Regions from separate parts of the Mus musculus genome. Here region 1 is linked to region 2. A link is a contact called in public Hi-C data. All regions are on one chromosome and are shown on one strand. Each heading gives the region's core, a stretch centred on a gene start, on an enhancer-like site or on the middle of the called end of the contact. The rest is flanking DNA. Distances are from core to core; before and after follow the strand shown.

Evidence for each region. A called contact is a pair of places that touch in the nucleus more often than the background predicts.
Region 1: a Hi-C map of uterus shows a contact between it and region 2, with 6 times the contacts expected there. The contact joins the promoter of Stamos here to the promoter of Fbh1 in region 2. A contact is called at or near these places in 4 of 39 promoter capture datasets (hippocampal neurons, liver and pre-B cells), 2 of 484 Hi-C or Micro-C datasets (brain and uterus), 1 of 115 datasets of contacts at active chromatin or transcription factors (astrocytes) and 1 of 9 other capture datasets (adipose tissue).

Annotation. Positions count from the first base shown.
Region 1 is chr2:14,070,108-14,075,332 of GRCm38.p6, reverse strand. It overlaps Stamos (signal transducing adaptor molecule (SH3 domain and ITAM motif) 1, opposite strand), which reads left to right and starts at 1,399. Exons shown (of 2, transcript NR_038162.1): 1 at 1,399-1,750; 2 at 4,553-5,000. It overlaps Stam (signal transducing adaptor molecule (SH3 domain and ITAM motif) 1), which reads right to left and starts at 1,233. Exons shown (of 14, transcript NM_011484.3): 1 at 997-1,233. The coding sequence starts at 1,036.
Region 2 is chr2:11,775,190-11,780,348 of GRCm38.p6, reverse strand. It overlaps Fbh1 (F-box DNA helicase 1), which reads left to right and starts at 2,764. Exons shown (of 21, transcript NM_015792.2): 1 at 2,764-2,917. The coding sequence starts at 2,917. Ankrd16 (ankyrin repeat domain 16) reads right to left here and starts at 2,596. Exons shown (of 7, transcript NM_177268.4): 1 at 1,447-2,596; 2 at 452-672. The coding sequence starts at 1,760.

The sequences.
Region 1 (5,225 bases), core at 150-2,649, 2.3 Mb before region 2:
CTGAATCACTATGAACCAGGCAGGAAGCGGCAGTAATAGTACATTTTCTCCAGTTGGCAAAATGTAAAATTCACCTCTAATAAACAAAATTCATAAAGTAACTCTCACAAGTTATCCTTACATTCTTTTACTACAGTTATGCTTAAATTCAGCCTGTGGGACTGGATGGTATTGGTTCGCTTTCATTCCACACTATGCTGCCAGTGTAGTTCAATGTAATGCATTCAAAAACATCCCAAAATTCTTTCAAGAAATTCAAATCAGGTCTGAAAAATAGATAGCTAACCTGTTAAATTGGTATGCTTGGTACCTAATACCAATGATTCAGACAACAAAAAATTTAGCATTTCAGACCCCATCCTAGAATCAAAATCCTCTTCCACACTTCCCCAAAGGCAGAGGCCCAGCCTGAAAAAGGCATCCCAAAGGCTCATGTCTGCGTTTTCAGTTGTTGCCAAGTAATCCATCTCCATCTCTTCCAACATTTCAACCTACCAGTACGTAACCAGACCTCTCTCCTCCAGGGACCGTTATAGGGCTATTTAAAAAACCCTTTAAGTAACCTTACCTAAAACATTCTGCCAGTTCCATTGGGCCAGGCAAATACTTTGGCGATAGAGCATATAATCAATCTGCTTAAGCCAAGATACGTCTGTCCTTCGCTCTTCTCCCAGAAGCCATGCCCCAGCGGCAGATGGCTTCGTCGTCTGTTCCTCCCGAGGCAACCCTTTACCCCGAATCCCTTAAGCGATTCCTTCAAAGCTCCCCCTCCCCAAGTCCCTTACCAAGGCCCATTAGAGAGGTTCTAAGTCCCATTTCTTCCAAAGAGGATGCGCCAAGCGCTCAACCCTCTCCCAACTCTGAACGAAGGGGCCCCGGGAGAGAAGAACGTGGGCTCGGCCTCGGGAATCCAGAATGAACGAACGCAGTGGGACGGGAGTCGGCGCGGGCTCGCAGTCTCGGGGGGCACCCACGGGGGGCGGTGAAAACACTTACCAACATCCTGGTCGAAGGGGTTGGTGGCAAAGAGAGGCATGTCCGCTGCGTGCCGAGGTGTCCCCGGGGACTGCCCCTCGACCCCGCGGCACTCTAGGGGTGACGGAGAAAGGAGGCCCCTCAGGTACAAACACAGCAAGGGCGCCTGCCTGCCAGTGCAGGGTCCCTCTCAGCCCCTCCTCTCACCCACCCCAGCAACAGAGGCGGCGGCGGCGGCAACAGCCGAGAAGCGGAACAGGCCCCCGCGCGGGGCGTGTCGGGAATGTAGGCGACTTGAGCGCTGCCTGAACACTGCCCGCTCCGGGTCTGGCCAGAGCCCGCCGCCTCCGCCGAGGCCCACGCGATGAGCCGCCGCTGTCTCTTCCTCTGCTGAGTTCCCGCGTGCCCGTGGGGTTAGCGGCTAGGTTCTCGGCTTTTCCATGTCCCCGGGCGTCTCGGGAGGACGAGGTCCTTCAGGCGCACCGAGGCCGACTAAGAGCCTCTAGAGTGAATAAGAGACTGGGAGAGGGAGAGGGTTCAGTTTGGGTCCAGCCAAACCCTTAATTTTTAACTCCTTGGGTTTATTCGATGGGTTGTTGTGATGTTGCAATCCCTCTAGAAAGTCAGGCAGTCCTTTGGGTTACCCGAGGAAAATGTTGAGCGCGCTCGTCGAGGGTTCATGGAAGTTGCTGGGATTGGAGTCATGTGAGCTGGTGGAGCTGGCCTGAATCCCTTGGAGGGAGTGTCGAGGCGCACAGCCTCTCGAGAGGCTGAGGTAACGCTGGCTCATTCCCCAGCCTGAGATCAGAGGGAGCCTTCCTGGGTGTGGGCTCCGACTGACTAAACGTGCAGTCACTGAGTCCCTGAGAAGATTAGACCTTCTCAGCCTGAGATAAGCACGCACACCCAACGGCAGAAATTGAAAAAAAAAAAAAAACACACACACACACATGAAAAATGGAGCCAGACATTGATGAGGACTCTTGGCAACTTAAAATGTTGATTTGGTGATCTAATTTGTACATATGTATGTAACGCACGCCCCCTCCCCAGCTCCCAACACACACACACACATTGTCCTCTAAATCATGTGAAATCTAAAGAATCATCTCTTGGAAATATTACGTAAAGTTAGCAAGTCGGTCTTGCACATGCACTGAGATTCGGTAAAAAGTGCCCAAATAGGGACCCTTACAAAAAGGGAAGCTTATAAACATGTCAACAAGATTTGTATAACAGTACAAACAGCTTGCTTACTAAACAGTTAAAGTCGAATTTTGGAGGAAGAGGAGCAAACTAAAGCATCGGTTAACGTTTTCAGTCATTTAAAACTAAAAGAATCCAAGGGATGGGAAACAAAGTTGCCTGATGGGGTATAAATTACAGCATTCTTAAGAGAAAGGATGGGAAGTATATAGCCAGCTTTTGGAAATGTGCCTCTGGTTCCAGTTATTCTGAATTTTAAATCTTACAGTCTTTTAAAACATGAACCAAGATATTAATGGCAGCGTTGTTTACAATATCAAAGTTTTGATGACCGCTAAACTGTCCGACATTAAAGAGATTGGACAAACTCCTCTGTCTGTTTCCTCATAAATAAGAAACGGAAATGACAAACCATTGAAGATGAAATAAATTACTAGAAGCAAATCCCCTGTAATAGTGTCTAGCATATAGTAAGCACTCAAGTGGAATCAATAGTTATAATTGTACTTATTTGGCCATTGAAAGTAAGAGCATAGATGTGTATTTACATAGACATCTGAGTGGATAAGAGTTTAAAAGGCTTTAAAGACTGACTGAGGATGAGCCTCAGTGATGGGGTACTTGTTTAGAATGTGAGAGGCTCTGGGTTCTGACCTTGGCACTGAAAAAGAAAAAAAAAAAAGCCTTCAAATATATGTGAAAAAATTCTACAATTTTAAACAACCTGAACGAAAATATTTTCTGAGTAACTTAATGAGCATAATTTTTCTTTCAAAGGGGTGGAGTTAAAATATAAAAATGTGACAAATGTCAGACATTAACGCCACCATTTTCTTAAGATTTTTGAAGTGCTTTTGTGTCATTATGAGAAGTATAAAATCTTCCCACTATTGGTATGGGAAGCAGAGCATCGTCTCTCAATAGACTTTTCTCTTGATTACTGCGCTGACAGAATTAAGTGTCAACTTATCCATTTAAAATGATGGGCCAGTGCCTTAAGTACCTTATCATAATTGCCCTGACTCAGAGCCAGATGGTTATGAAAATATATTTGGGCATGCTTCTAATCCAGTAATAAAATCAAATTGTTAGGTTGTTACCTAGCAAAACACTACTTTTCAAATTTGAATCATCAATATGTGAAAATCAGAAATAACATATATTAGTATGGATAACATTAACCATGTATTCTGACATAGAAGAATGACTTTGCTATTGGGGATCTTTATTATGTAATATGCTATGAAATAGAGGTTTTAAAAATAAGAAATGTTATATGTACAAGAAAAGGCAAATATAAAAGGTGGCATGGCTTTGTATTTTGGGGTTAACTTGCCATATTACCTAAAATACTGAAATTACTCATTTTATTTTTAATAACAGTTTCTTAAAAGACATTTTAGAGACTTGATTTCACATTAAAATGTTTCTATAATATGTTTAATAAATTCCACAGTTAATTTTGAAATGTCATATCCCTTTAATTAAATTGATTTTTAAAACTGTTCTATATTATAAACAAAGATATCTGTGTGTAAAATGGAGTAGCTTCTGGAAATTTTTCTGTTATTATAATAACCCAAACTAATTAATACACTCAACCTATCTGTTAACTACTTTATATTACATACTGATTTTTCTAACATATAAATATGATATCATTCCTTCAAAACTCTTATATGATTTCTCAATCAGCCAATGAGTCAATAAATATTTATTAACTCCTTATACCTTTGAGGTATCTATATGTTAGAAATAATATAGGATACATATCAGGAAGAGAGTCCTTAAGTTATTGTCCGATTATGGGTGTGCAGAGAGTCTCCTCCCTTCAAAGTCAATTCATTTTTTAAAATAGAGCAAATGTAGAATTCTTAAGAAAAAGTGAGAAAGAATGTTTAAGAATGGGAGGCGCTCTAAGGGAGGAATATTTAACCTTAGTACTACCATTACATCCTTAATGCATTGGACTTGCTTGCCCCTTCACTTCATATACTCTAGTTTTTTTCTGAACTATGACAGCAGTCCAGATGTCCCATGCCTCCCACATCCTTAAACAAACAACTTTTACCACTTTTCTTGTATTTAGAAATCTCTGGACCTTCTCTCAATCTCCACTTAGGAGACACTGACAAAAAGCCTTTCCAAATTCAGTACGTTATAAATAATGATACATCATAAGTTTTTGCTAATTAATTGACTGGTCACTTCTATCACAGCAGTCAGTGGGGTGATGTTTGTTCCACATATTGATTTCTACATAACACATTCTAAGTGTAGCCTTTTAGTGTAAGAACAATAATTTATTTTGCTTACGAATCAAAAGTTTTGTCAGACCTCACTATGAACAGCTTGCCTCTCCTCCTTTCAGCATCAACAGGACTACTACAGTGACTGGGATCACTACAGCTCGTTTTCAATATTTAACAAAGTTGCTCAGAGTCTGTCTGGCAATGGATGCTGGAAGTTGGCTGAGTCACTGGGGCTGTCTGCCGCACCAACTGCACAGAACATGCTATGTATCGGCTTGGCTTCTCCCAGCATACTGAATGGACATAAGTCAGAACGTTTCAAGAGACAAGAGAACGCCTCACATTCCTTAAACTGTGGACCAGGAAGTGGGGAGAGGGTCACTTCAATCATACTCTATTGCAGCCACAATGACTTTCAACAAATCGGCGTAGAGGGCATGTTTAAAAGCTACCACAATATTGGACCCAATGTTTAAGCATTTTATTTCAAATCATTTATATGCATTGGCTCTTCATAATTAGTAGCTCCACGACATTTATTAAATGGAATAAATGCAATCTGCTAGGATTAAAATGGCATATTATAATTACTGGCCATAAGGAAGTAACAAAATCTGTGCTTTATTGTAAGCAAAATAAAACTGGGGAAATTCATATGTTATGGATTAGATTGAAATGTGCCTTAAAGGCTCATGTATCCCCTCACTGGTGATGCTATTGAAGATGGTGAGATCATGAGGATGCTAACCTCATCAAGGGATACTGTTCATAGCGGAACAGGAAGTGAGGTCT
Region 2 (5,159 bases), core at 1,515-4,014:
CCATGCTGCCTGGCTTACTTCTTAACTTTCTTGTTTTATTAGACTCCTGAGACTATTATCCACACAGTCCACTCTAGTTTTGCTCTTCTCTAGGGCTCTACAGCATGGAATCATTACCATCATGAAAAGCTACAAAGGATATTTGCTCAAATACAGACCAAGTTCTTCACCCAGGGTCACAGACATTAGAAGGAACAGACAAGCTTATCGTCTAACGAACCAGGAATGGCAGGCAAGATAGACACACAGGAAAAGTGGACTAACACAATGATGTATCAGCCAAAGGTTCTGCCACTTCAGAAACTTATAGTTCGCCAAGAGAGCACAGATGCTCTGATGCCTTGTCTTCTGCTTTCCCAAATCCTCCATTCCCCTGCAGGGAACTTGAACTACAAAGTGTAGACAGTGCTTGCACAAAGCCACTACAGACTCCAGAGCTTGCAGGGGGTACCTGCAGTGTGTAAAGGGGTTCTTCTAATGTTGCTCTCTGTTTTCCAAGCATCAGGGCAGACAGTGAGCAAGTACCGGAGGATCACAGGGTGGCCTTCTCTACTGGCAATGTGGAAACTGTTCCAGCCATCCTTGTTCTTCAGGAGTGGATTGGCACCGTGTTCTACAAGGTCCTGGATCACATCAAGGTTCTTCCTTGTGCACGCCATCATCAGAGGAGTCCTAAGGTCAACCAAGATGGAAGGGAGCTGAGGCACTTGGAAGAAGCCAAACCTTCACATTACCTATGTCTTTGGTACAGATGGAAAACCTAGAGGAGTCTGGTGGGGGGCGTGGCAGGAAAACACCTTAGACTGTCAGCCTCTGACTTCTTTGAGGACCGTGGAGAAATAACAAGGGGAAACTGATATATTTTCCAGCCCCTATGTTTTGACAGAGCTTGAAATAACTTGAAGGCGGGCATTTCATTAAGTTATGAGCCTAAAGAAGTTCACAGGGTCTTAGGAATTAGACATGAAACTAAAAAAGATGCCAATCTAGGAAGAAATGAAATTGTTTTCAGTGGTGGGAGAGTATCACCAACATCCCTGCTGGTGGCTCTGTAAGGCTAGAGGTGACAAAACTGCCTAAGAACTCAATATTCGGTGCATGGCGAACTGAATTTCATCAACTCTACTTATCCACTGTGGCCATGCAAATTAAACTATGTAATCGTGAACAGGAATTTTAGCAAGATGTCTCCAGAAAAACGCATCTTGGGCACACGAGTAGTACAATTCAACCGTTTCACTCCACTTGATTACATTTCCATACTCTTTCGACGGGAAACGATTGCCCTAACTAAAGAACCAAACCCACACGAAAGGGAGGTCGGGGAGAAGATTAGAAGCTGAGAAAAGTTATAAATCTAACGAACACACTGAAAAATACATGAAAATCTGCGATTCTTCAGGGAGTGTCGATATAGCTTTTCTGGACCGTGGGTTGGGCACCTACCAGTCCGCCTTCTTCAAGGAGTCCACGACTGCACCTCGGCCCAGGAGGTAGCGCACGCAGTCCCGGTGGCCCATAGAGGCAGCTTCGTGCAGAGGCCGCTTGTAGTCTCGGTTGGTAGCCTCGATGTCCATACTCCAAGCCTCCACTAGGTACGCTAGGATATCCTGGCGTCCGTGGCGTGCTGCACAGTGGAGAAGGGTGTCTCCGGCTGGCCCCCGGCAACCTCTAGCTACCGCCAGTTCCTCCTGAAGGTCACGCAGTCGGCCCTCTTGCACCAGCCTGCAGAGGCGCCGCGGATCCCCAGGCAGAGCCATCGCCCTGGACCAGGATGGACAAAAGTAGGAGGAAGACCCAGGTTCAGTCTTAGAGCAGATCTGTGCTATGATAGGTTGGGAGGTGAGAGAAGGCTGGCGCTTCCGCTTCCGCTTCCTCCACGTGACCCTTTTCCCCGACTCTCGGCACCGCCCCCTGCCCGCCCCCAGCCAGATTCTCTCCGCTAGCGTCTTTAATGCTTCTTGCCCTGGTTTGGAAGTCACAGTCTCCAAATGTAGAATGGTGTCCCCTCAGGCGACAACATGCACACTCGTAGGTCATTCTGGTTACCGCGCATCACACACGCGTACTCGTCAGGGTGGGGCCTCGGGCTCCCAGGGCTTGGGGTAAGGCTGTGTGCACCTGACATCCTGGAGCTGTCCCTTGCACCCGAGTGAACTGGGAACGGAAGACCTATCAGAATGGAGGGTGCCAGTGTACCGCGAAGTCCTGCACGCGGGACTTCTGGCCTCGCATCCCAGATGTGGTCTGCTCTCCACCGGACAGCTTCTGGGAATGTTTGCTGGGCTGCTCCGGTGGTAGCTGCACAGGCAGTCGAGAGCACGCTGCCCACCACCCTGGAACCTAGCTGGCCCACCCCTGGCCTGAGGATGTCTGCCGGACTGACAGCCGCATCCTTCGGCTGACCAGGCTCACAACAGCAAGGGTTTCTGGGGCCTCTCAGAGCTGGAACGGTGTCCTTGTGCTCCGCCCGATCCTCACCCAATCCGCAGCCGACCCCAGCCCCCTCCCCGCCCGCTGCTGTCTCCTGGGCCCCCGCGGGGACCCAGGGAGCTCTAAGGAACTCTGGGAAAGTTTCCTTCGCCTCCTCCGCGGTGGCGAAAGCACAGACGGGGCGTGGCTCTCAAGACACTGAGCCACGCCCCCTCCCGCTTCGCGTACGGATTGGTTCCAGAGTCTGTCCGTCCGCGTGACCCTTCCAGTTCGGAGTGCTTCGATTGGTTCACGGGCCTGTCCGTCGTCTCCGGTGGGAGGGTGCGTCTTGGCAGCGAAGAGGCGGAGCTCGCGGAGGAAGTCTGCAGTCGTCTGTGCTCGCTGTCTGGGCCGAAGGAGGGGCTTGCTGGTCGGGGAAAGGCTGAATGTCCGGCGGCATCGCCTGGGTGGTGTCGCCGCCGGGGTCCTGGGCCGGGCCGCCATAGTGCGTGAGACCGTGGACTTGGCGTGGGGTGCGAGCCGGGAAAACTTCCTATTGTGGGGTCTCCCGCGCAGGGGTCTTGGCCTCGGGGGTGGGGCCCTAGCTGAGGGTGGGCGTAGGAGCTGGCCGCGCCCGCGGTGGTCAGGAGTGGGCCTGCAGAAGGAGGTCGGATGCTCTCTGCAGACCCGCATCCCTTGGCCGCTCCCTGAGGCTCCGGAAGGGGCAGCACCTGAGAAGACAGATCCTCTGCCGCTGGCAAGCCTGGCTTGTCTCCACTGTAATGTTTTTGACCTTGGGCGAGTCATTGTATGCAGCTCCTGACGTTGGTGTTCGCCTTGGTAGTCTCCCACCCCCTCACCTGAACAGGTGATGGTGGTTAAGGGGACGCGAGAAGGCCTGGGGGGCTTTTGGAGGGTTCTTTGAGACCCGAGCCCGCTTTGTTGGCTTCCTTTCGAGGAACTAGACATTTAACCTAATGGTGTTTCCGTTTGGGAAGTAAAATGGAAGTCGCTCCTGCCAGGTTTAAAACAATTTCTTTGCATTTGGCAGTACATTCTGGTTCACTAAGCGCCTGACATTGTCTATTCCATAAACAGCCCATAGGTAGCATTCAGGTTTTAGAGACGAGGAAGGACGTCAAGGCCAAATGAAGTTAGTGATTTTTGCCACGTATTGGAAAGTTGAGGCATCTGATAGTTTCAAACTTTTTGCTACTTTGCATGGTTTTAAATCTCAACGTTTGGGAGACTGAAGCAAGAGGACCTTGAGTTCGAGGTTCGAGGCTAGTCTGGGCTGCCTACTCCTTCCTTACAAATGATTTCACGTGGTCTTGCCTTATCTCTCTTAAGTTTCTGGTCCTTTAAACAAAACCGAGAATCCTGGTTTATAAAAAGATGAAATTGGTTATTTAATTGGTATTCTAAATTAGATTCTGCCTCTCCTCTGCTCTATGAATTTCCTTTGCTCTGTGTTTTCCTTTGGGAAACTAGATATTTTTGGTGAATCTGCCTCCATAGCCCTGGTGATTTTTCTGGAGAGCGGTGGGTATTTATGCTTTAAGTTTATGAGTAGGGCTAGTACTTCTCTCTCTGTCTGGTTGAGCTGCCCATTTCTTCAGTGAAGGTCTTTGGAGGCCTTCAATTCCCTTGTAACTAACTGTCAATGGAATTGGGATATTCGATCTGACTTTTGCTGTGTTTCATGGATCTTTGGTACTTAGATGTCGTTGAGGGATCAAGGGATCAGTCCTTTAACATGTTTCCTGGTTTATGAATACATAAAAGTATTTGAATTCTAATTTCAAATGTGTTACTGTCGCATACACACACACACACACACACACACACGCCCATCTTATATTTCTCTGTTCCCCCAGGCTGACTTTAGTTTAGAAAAATTTAGATTTTTTCTTTGCTGTTCTGGTTTTGACAAAACTTGTAGAAATTATCACCAAAGCCAGCTCTTACATTGTCAATAGTTATTCGCATGCTCTTTGAAGACTTTTGATGTTTCATAGAACTCGAGGGAGCTTTAACTGGGTGTTCTACAGAACCTCTTAAAATAATCTGGACATGATGGCACACAGTTGATCAGCCTAGCATTTAGTTGGCCTAAGACCCTACTTCAGCAAAACAAAGCAGACCAACCACCAATCAAAACAACAACCAAACCACAAGAAGAAACCCTGAAAATTATTTTTAAAATGGAAACTTTAGGCCTTTCAGTGTATGAAAAATTATTAGAGCAGCCATTTCTTCCTTTGCTTTTTAACATAGCTAAAATCAGCTCCCTTAATGTTACACAAGCAGAGTCAGTTGTCCTCCATTTTCCTCTTGGTCTTCACACCTTGTTGATACTCACCTGTCCTTGCTACCCAACTTCTGTTCTCCGGCCTTCTCCAACTCTTGCCCAGCTGGTACCATGACTTTCTGACTTATTTTGCTGACAATCTCCATGCCTAGCTACCCTTGGCTGTGTAATGGCCTTGCTTTTAAAAACAGCACGTTACTCTGAATTGCCTATGCAATGAGTAAAGGACAGTGTCTTTAGCAGTATGTAAGAGGACCGTTGTAGTCTCTGGATCCAAATTCATTTTCCAGCCTGTCAGTTAGCGTTTTGTTCTGAAGAAAGGAAACGTTTCTGTCACACATTGTGCCATTCCTTTGTTTTTCATTCATATTGTTTTCTTGTGCCTAACTGAATCCCATTCATCACTTAAGGCCCATCCCTTTATGGAGATTCTTGT